Regions from separate parts of the Mus musculus genome. Here region 2 is linked to region 1. The links are chromatin contacts, called in public promoter capture Hi-C maps. All regions are on one chromosome and are shown on one strand. The core of a region is the stretch at or near the end of the contact, and the rest is flanking DNA. Distances in the headings are between cores, read along the strand shown. Region 1 holds the start of Tbca (tubulin cofactor A). Region 2 holds the start of Cert1 (ceramide transporter 1).

What was found. Promoter capture Hi-C pulls out the DNA fragments that hold promoters and counts their contacts.
Region 2: a contact with region 1 is called in a promoter capture Hi-C map of liver, with 4 times the contacts expected there. The contact joins the promoter of Cert1 here to the promoter of Tbca in region 1. A contact is called at or near these places in 1 of 39 promoter capture datasets (liver) and 1 of 115 datasets of contacts at active chromatin or transcription factors (thymic regulatory T cells).

Annotation. Positions count from the first base shown.
Region 1 is chr13:94,786,200-94,790,842 of GRCm38.p6, forward strand. Tbca (tubulin cofactor A) reads left to right here and starts at 2,721. Exons shown (of 4, transcript NM_009321.3): 1 at 2,721-2,803. The coding sequence starts at 2,751.
Region 2 is chr13:96,540,101-96,544,743 of GRCm38.p6, forward strand. It overlaps Cert1 (ceramide transporter 1), which reads left to right and starts at 2,635. Exons shown (of 18, transcript NM_023420.2): 1 at 2,635-3,159. The coding sequence starts at 3,064. It overlaps Polk (polymerase (DNA directed), kappa), which reads right to left and starts at 2,479. Exons shown (of 15, transcript NM_012048.3): 1 at 2,227-2,479.

The DNA.
Region 1 (4,643 bases), core at 1,471-3,970:
ACCATATAGTCTTTGCTAGATGAAATGATCAAACTCCAGCTCAGTCTGATCTTATTGCTGTTGATCCCACTCACTCACAGCTCTATGCTCGTATCCTCCTGTGAGCACACTTCCTAATTTAGGACCTCTTCCCCAGATGACTTACGGCACAAGCGTGTTATAAGTGCTCGAATAAACACCAGCACCGAGCTAAGCTCCGTCAAAGCCTTAGGAGGTTGGTATTATTACCACCTTCTACCTTTTACAGATAAAGACACCAGGCTAAGAGGTGGTTAAGCAACTTGTTCAGTGTTACAGTTAGTGAAAAGAGGAGTTGGGACTTGACCCAGGTTGGACTGGCTCCCGAAACATACATATCCTTAACTAAAACTATGAGCTCAAGAAACTGGGACAAGGCCATCTAATTCCCTACTGCTGCCACACTCCATGTTGGTACCTTGCAGCCACCCAAATGTGATGTAGAATACACAGATAGATAAATGCAAACTGTCCCAGAGGGCCTGGGACTGGATACGCGCAGCAGTATCTGTTGGCTGCTGAATTAATTACATACATTAGTGAGTGGTTTCCAGTTAAGGCATAGACAAGAACTAAAAGAAAGACAGATACAAAATTGGTGTGTGTGTGTGTGTGTGTGTGTAAAAGAAATTTCTGCCAATTAGCACAAAACTGAGCTCAGAATGTCTGAAAATCTGGGCAAAAAGGAAAAAAGGAAGATGTAGTGAGTCAAATGATTTTACTTGTGGTGGCTAAAAGAGCTTGGGCAGTGGCAGAAGGCCTGAGCACACTGTCTCTGGTGTGTGGTTTGCAGTTTCTATTACCTTCACAGCATTTTGCGTTGGTGACTCTGCTGCTGCTGTGTTTGTCCCCTCCTCTGCATTTCACAGCTCTGCTGTGTCACTTGGGATTGTAGTTCAGTGTGCCAGCCAGCTAGAGAAATGTATTTATTGAATTTAGCACCTGCTGTGTGGATCACGCAGATGGAGATTTAAGAGAAAGGTTTATGAAAGACAGGATTCTTGCCTCTTAACATGCTTATACTGCAGCTAAAGGGGTGGGAACAGCCCTTGTAAAGAACTCAAACCAAATTGTTTTCAAACAAATATACACAGAATGCAAGGGATCAATGTATTCCTGGAGAACTGCACAGGCAGGGGCAGCATTGGGAGTCTTTCCGTGGGAGCTAGGTTTTGAGACTGGATTTATACCTGGAGCTCTGCTCTGACAAGACTGAAGGATGTTCCAGAGCCAGCCATGAAGATGAGAACTGAACTAAGGGTCAGGAGAGGCCAAGAGCATCAAGTGAAGAACAGAACCAAGAAATGAGGACGCAATGGAGGCCATGCCTCAATTCCTTGGGGGTTGTAGGGGTGCTTCAACAGGAAGAGACTCTAGAACACAGTTCAGGGTGCCTTGTTCTATGCAAATTGTATCTTGGAAAATATGGTGGAGTCAAAAGTTGTCCCATGTCTGCTGTGTTTAGGCATTGTGCTGAATGCCACCCTCTATACACCTGTCACGTGACGTGGGCATTATTTCTTAGGGCTCTTCAAGGAGGTTGAGTGCCGGGGTCCTGTGTTCGCTAAAGGATAGAACTCCACATGTGAGATAGGTGGCTAGTCATTTGCTCTCAAATGACTGAGTCCATTAAGTGTGTAGCAAGAAAAAGGAGATGAACAAATAAATAGCAGGGAGCGGATAGATGACACCATCGAAACAGGTTCTTACAACACCCTGCACAAAGCACTGGAGAAGTCCCTCGGAGTCCCCCAGTCAGAGATTCTCTCTGTGGATGGGATTCTGCCATTTTGTTGCCAGTGTAGGCATACTTTTACACAACTTAAAAAACAAAAACCAAGCGTTTATTTCATACACTTCTGTGTATATTTGCAAGCCACAGTGAACTTGCAGAGGTCAAAGGACAACTTGCGAGAGCTGGTTCTTACACTCTACCACTTTTGAGTCCTGCAGATTGGTCTCAGGCCATCAGGCTAGGAGGAAAGGGCTGCTCCCCTCTAGGCCAAGAAGGTGCAATGCTGTACTGTTTTCTCCCTGTCTCAGGGGTAGGGGGCCAGCATGTCTCAGGACGGGGAGTCTTGCTGGACACTTGAAACAAACTTGCTAAAATTTAGGACAAGAGGAACCTCCTTACTCCCAGAGTCCTCTCTCCATAAACTCAAACATCACAAGACAATTTACATAAGTAACACTCTGGAAAGGGAAGGGACTATATGGAGAAAGGGAACCGGAAGAGGGGGCATGGATTGGAATGTAAAAAAAAAAATTAAATTAAAATTAAAAATTTCTTTTGACTGTCTGCATTATGGTATTTTATTTCATCAAACACAGATCTCTTTCTCCATTTGACAACAGACAGTGAAAACAAAAATTATCCTTGTTAATAGTTTCTAAGTCACACTGTCCATTAAGCAGCTAATCCTGTTCACTTTCTCAGGAACAGAAAGTTTCTTAACTCAGGCTATGGAGACTGAGAAAATAAAAGTGCAGCTTGTGTACAAATCCTGTCCAAGCACCAGGGAGAAGCAGCTGGTATAGGGCTTTGAGAGTCTCCAGCTCTAGGTACCAGCAGTCTAGATGCAAGGATTCCAGGTAAGAGTCGGGAGGCGAGGCGGGGTCGGGCTCTCCAGGTACGCATGCGCGCACTCTGGGCTCCACGCCCACTCCACCGCCCCTTCTGCGCCGGCGCGCCGCGCAGCCCCGCCTCTCCTTCCTGCGGCGCCTTAGGGACCATGGCCGATCCTCGCGTGAGGCAGATCAAGATCAAGACCGGAGTAGTGAGGCGGTAAGGAACGGCCGGCGGCTCCGCGGCTGACGCTCGCTCTTCCCTTCTCACCGCCGGGGAAGCCGGGCGGAGCGTAGGCCCGATGCGGGCGCGGCTTCCAGGCCTCGGCGGGCGGGATGCGAGGGGCCCGCACACGCCTAGGCTGGCGCTGGCAGGGAGCCGCCCTCGGCGCTGGCCCTGCCGCCCTCCGTGCAGGGCTCGGCGCGACCTCGGCGCTGGCCTGGCCGCCTTCCGTGCGAGGCTCGGAGGCGTCCTCCGCGCTCGTAGGCCGGGAGGAGGAGGAAGAGGAGGGCGACCTGTGCCTGGAGGGCCTCGGCCTGTGCGTGCGGGGCGCCGGCTCCCTGAACTTTGCAGTAGGGAGGCGGAGTCCGCCCTGGCCTGGCCTCAGGTGGACTGGACAGCGCTCAAGTTTAAGGGACGCTGAGATCATGGGCCTCACTCAGAATACACAATGGCGGGGCCCTGGCCTCTGACATGGCTCACTTCCAGAGTTTGGGAACTGGGGCTTGAACGTGAGCACCTCTGCAAACTTCTTCCCCGAAGCTCGCCCCGGAGCTGTGGGCTGCTGCCTCCCAGGAATAGGCCAGGCCAGTCTTGTGACTTGCCTTGACTCCCGACTGTACATATTGCAGTGCTCATTAGAACTAGTTTTGTTCAGACCCAAGCTGATCATACCGAAACATTCCAAGGGAAAAGATACACAGCCTCCTTACGAAGCAGATCGTTCTGCAGGGGAAATAGCTTTTTTTCCTGTTGCTCCATCTCTCCACCGTTTATTGATATTCCATCAGAGGGAGGTCAACCCATAGAGGAGAGAATCACTTTTAGAGATACTGCCCGAGTTTTAGTACTTCGAACGGTACTTTGGAAGCTTTTATTACAAAGGCAGCTAGGGTATGGTAGGGGGGCGGGGCGGGGGTGAAGGTGGGGGGGATAGACAGTCGGTTCTGAATTGTGCCTGACTTCAAATCTGGTTTTATGTATTCTGGAACATATTTCATCGTTGTACTGTGCCTCTTCTTACTGAATTTGGAAGATAGAGTCCAAATTCTCCCTGAATTCAGTTTTTGGAAGAAATACCTGCTACATTTTTGATACAGTGTGATTCAAATAAATAAGATACACCATATAGGTTTTGCTCAGTACATGTTTATGAGTGCAGTTTTCAGAATGTGGCTGAAGTCACACTTCAGGTTAGTAGCAGAGCAAGCAAATGAAACAAGGATCCTGGCTCCAGCTGGGATGCGGTGATAGAGCATTAGACTGTGTGATAACACAGGAGGGGAATATGAGATCTATAGCATACAGTAAGTAATCCGCGCTGTCCCTCAGCCCACACGTTTCTTCTCTTTTGCCAGACTTTCCTTGGCTGTGTCATTTCCTTTAGCATATTGTCTATTTTGCAGAAAAGAACCCGGAGGTATAAGAGACTGCTTTAAAGTAAATATCATGAGAAAACATTTCTAAATGTTTTCCCATTAATATGTTGTTGATTTTATCACCCTCTTGATCTATTCTATAAATTTATTTAGTTCAAGTAGTTATAGCCTAACCATACATATGCTAGAGAAACGTCCTTTAAGTAATTAAGAACTAGCTTGTGAGACATTGACAAATTCTCAGATGCCTACATAAACTGCACAGAAGTAGATAAAGTTTTCTGGGTAGATTAATAGGACATTATCAAAGTTTACTTTTGGTATTCATATTTCAATAAGTTAATAATTTTCATGAAACTCATAATTTACCATAATCTCAAGTTGCTTATTAAATGAATGTGTATCATACGCATCTTCCCTGGCCCTTTGTTGACATGAGGTGTAGCATTTCTTCTTGCATA
Region 2 (4,643 bases), core at 1,385-3,884, 1.8 Mb after region 1:
GGGGTTTGTATATGTCATAAAGGTGGCATATCTGTGTAAGAGTAAGAATAGACTGTTCAGGATGGTTGCTGATGATACACACCTTTAATTGCACAGCACTTGAGAGGCACAGACAGGTGGATCTCTGAGTTCAAGGCCAGCCTGGTCCACAAAGCAAGTTCCAGGACAGCCAGGGCTACACGAAGAAATCCTGTCTCTAAAAACCAAACCAAACCAAACCAAACCAAACCAAACCAAACCAAACCGAAAAAAAAAAGTGTATTTTTGCCGGGCATGGTGGCACACTCCTTAAATCCCAGCACTCGGGAGGCAGAGGCAGACGGATTTCTGAGTTCGAGGACAGCCTGGTCTACAAAGTGAGTTCCAGGACAGCCAGGGCTACACAGAGAAACCCTGTCTCAAACCCCCCCCCCAACCCCACACACACCCAAAAACCCCCAAATCACTGAACAACCAACCAACTAAAACAATAATAGCAACCCCCCAAAACAAACAAACAAACAAACAAACAAACAAAGAATAGTCTTTAATAAAATGCCAGGTCCAAATGCCCAGTTGCAAAAAACCAAAAACCAACAATTAATTTCTTACTTCATTCTACACACTAAAGTAAACCCCATATTTTACAAGATCTAAAAATTAAGCTAATGAAAATGAGGAGCACTGCACAAGGATTAGAAAAGGCCCTATGTAAGACAGACAGCTGGACAGCGGCCATTTTTATTATGAAATAAAGAAAGCTTGTACCCTTCATTCCGGCATGGCTACTGCAGGGCACTGCTTTCTGCTAACAGTAATAATGCAAACCATAATTTCTAATGTGGTAATCTAATCACTAGACAAAAATCTTCCTGTACTTAAAATATCTTAGCCTCTAGTACAAAGGACCCATGCAACGGAGGCAATTTCTCAAACATTAACACTAAATACAAGGAAGCAATTTTCAACTGAGCAAGCAGGAGCTGGGTGTTGGTGGTCACAATTACTCAAAACCTAAATGAGTCACCAAATAAATTGAAGGTTCTTTTTAGAAATTAAACATAACACTGTTTCTGTGATTCTAAATTGCATTGTGAGGTGAGTTCCTCAATATTTACAACCACTTTCTTTAAGAGCAGTGATTCTAAAACCTAGCACAAGAATCAGAAATTCTATTCATATCTGACTTAGTAAGCAAAGCAAACTATCTAAATGCATACTCTTGTAATTTACAAAGTGGTTTGCCCTCTTCTCTCTCTCTCTCTCTCTCTCTCTCTGTGTGTGTGTGTGTGTGTGTGTACATATATCTCCTTGGGCTATGTTTTAACACCCTGATAAGGTATTCTTAAAATCTTTATCTCTTAAGGTTTTATTCATTTGAATATCTTTCAGTTATGTTTGTCATGATTTTACGATGGAAAATCATTTGTATCTGACATACAGTAGACTTAGATTCTACTGCATTTAGTCTCCAGGAATGCTTCTACACAAGAACTTCTCAGGGCTACTTCCTGTCATGTGGAGTGTAGGACTCTTCGATTGCTCCCAGAGTTTTTGTTTGTTTTGTTTGTTTGTTTTTTCTTAGTCATTGTGCCTTAACACCCCACCCTACCCCCAAACACTCAAAATTTCTTACTTTTCCATCTGGGTAGCAGGTAGAAATTCTTTCTGCAGTTAAATAAGGAATTTCAAAGTTGGAAATGATCAGGAATTTGATAGCTACCTATTGCCTAATTCCTTATTATTTAGTAAAACTCGCATTTTGATCTTAATGATAGAAAGTTTCTATCCAAGTTATCCTGTCTTCCGGGGAGGAAAAAGATGGTTAACATGGGTCTCCGGGGAGATACTTGTTCACAACTAAGAGAAAACTTCAGGATATAATATGACCCTAATTTCCTTTTTAAGAAGTTCTTTAAACGTTATTTGTTCTCTGACAACCTCAACATTAATTGCACGAGATAAAAATTCTATAAATTAACAGTGAGAAAATAGTCTGAAGGAATTCTTCCTCCAACAGCAGTAAACGTCAAATATTAAGTCTACTTCCGAAGACATAGACAGTAGTCCTTCGGAATTAACAGTGACGGTTTTAGAGAGGAAGCAAATCTTCAGTTTGCGACTGGAGAGATCATAAACTCCTAACCTGAGTGAAGCGACGGAGTCCCTATCATTTTTGCCCAGGCAAGTTGCAAAGATGTTCCCGGGCTTTCCGGAAAGCAGCGTCGCACAGCCCACCATCCTCACCTGAGGGTTCTCACGTCCCGGCTCGCTGGCTCGTCACAAACACGCAAGGCAGAATCGGAAGCCAGGCTGGACGGAAAGGGGCACGCAACTCTCAAAAGAAGCCCACTTGCCTTCAGAAGGTTCCCCTAGGCAACCAGCCTTTAGGCGCGCCCAGGACACACACCAGTTGCCTAGGATTGCGACTACAACTCCCAGGAGGCTGCGCGGCGGACGGAGCGCCAGCCTTCCCAGAATGCAGCGCAGCGGCTTCCCTGTTCAGCTTTCTCCTCTCCCGGCTCCGCCTCCTTCCCTACCCGTCGTCACCCGGGAGGGCCGGAGGTAGGGAGCGTCGCGAGCCGCCGGGAGGGGCCCGGGGCGGGGTGGAGGGAGGATGGGAGGACGGAGGGGAGGGAGCTGAGAGAGGAGGGAGGGTAAATAGTGGACCCGGCAGGAAGATGGCGGCTGTAGCGGAGGTGTGAGTGAGTGGATCTGGGTCTCTGCCGTTGGCTTGGCTCTTCCCGTCTTCCTCCCCTCCTCCCTCCCTGACTGAGGTTGGCATCTAGGGGGCCGAGTTCAGGTGGCGGCGCCGGGCGCAGCGCAGGGGTCACGGCCACGGCGGCTGACGGCTGGAAGGGCAGGCTTTCTTCGCCGCTCGTCCTCCTTCCCCGGTCCGCTCGGTGTCAGGCGCGGCGGCGGCGGCGCGGCGGGCGCGCTTCGTCCCTCTTCCTGTTCCCTCACTCCCCGGAGCGGGCTCTCTTGGCGGTGCCATCCCCCGACCCTTCACCCCAGGGACTAGGCGCCTGCACTGGCGCAGCTCGCGGAGCGGGGGCCGGTCTCCTGCTCGGCTGTCGCGTCTCCATGTCGGATAACCAGAGCTGGAACTCGTCGGGCTCGGAGGAGGATCCGGAGACGGAGTCCGGGCCGCCTGTGGAGCGCTGCGGGGTCCTCAGCAAGGTGAGCTGCCCCGCGGGGACCGTGGATCCGCTGCCGGGACTCACCTGCCGCGAGGCGAGGGGGAGCCGCTCGGGACCTGGGGTGGGGCTGGACTGGAGGCACCGACTGTCCCGGGGCGGGGGCTGCGGAATGTGCTGGGGTGCGGGGCCGAAAGGTCGTCTTGGAATGAGTGCCTGGCCAGGGATGGGATAGGAGGTGCTTGGGACTGTCCTTACCGCTAGCCCCCCAATTCCTGGATCCTGTCAGCTTTGGCGGAGGACCTTGGAAAGCTTGTATTAAATCCGTGATCTAGTTCGGGAGGCAAGGTGCATCTGGTAACTTGGAACCCAAGGCCGCAGCTGTCTGGGGTGTAGGAATCTGGGTTGGGCAACCCGTGGTGTCTGAAGAAGTGCTGGGCAGGAGGGCGGTGAAATCGACCTTTCAGACTGTATTTTGGAGGCCCCTACCAGAATGGGGGCAGGTGCTGTTCGGCTCTTAATTGGTGTAACTTAGGCAAACCAGTTGACTGGGTTTGGCCTTGAAATCTGAGATAGTAAACTTTGAGGTGTGAGTGATCTTTGGTGTAGGAAGCGTGTGCGGCACTTTTGTACCTTACCCCCTCCTTGTCCAAGTTCAGAAAAGAGCTATTGAATTGGCAAGCTGTGGATAAGAAATATTAATAGTAAGTTGGAACGTGTCAGAAGGAAGACCGACCTTTAGTTCAGGAAAAGGAGCGTTATTTAGTAATGCAGTATTTGTACAGAAAGGAAAGACATTTTTTGTTTTGTTTTGCCTCTGTACTTTTAAAAGCACCGTTTCAGCTTTCTTTCTTTCTTTCTTTCTTTCTTTCTTTCTTTCTTTCTTTCCTTTAAGCCTAGATAGAATTTATAGGGCTGGAAATAAGTGATCTTGTTAATATTTCACAGTGTGTTGTATTTTACGTTTTTGTTGTGGGAAGACTCAGTCTTTATGACTTCCCAGTCCTTTCCTGTTAAACTTTAAGAAATGCTTAGAGCAAGCAGTTAGTTTCCAGAGGGAGAATCAGGGCTGGTCCCTTAACAAGCTGGTCATAAGATACTAAGTCATGTGCTAATGCCCATTAAGAAATCATTCTGCTTCTAGTGTTCTTGAACATCATTTCTGGAATTGTCTGAAATTTAGGCTATTAAAGTATCTACAGTGTCCTAGATTGAAAAGGCCTGGGATAGACTTAAGAATGCCAGATGCAAGGCTTCCAAGTGTTAACTTTTATTTACATAGTAGAAAATTATGTTGTATTTAATTCTGTGATTATTTTTGAAATTTTATTGTGATGGTTTCAGTATTGCATCTTTATAATTTAAGAATCTACTAAACACATTGTGTAATACATTTGCATTTTCTCTTTTTAAGATTTGTTTATTTATTAAAGATTTATTTATTATTACACATAAGAACACTGTAGCTGTCTTCAAACATACCAGAAGAGGGCGCCAGATCTCATTACGGGTGGTTATGAGCCACCA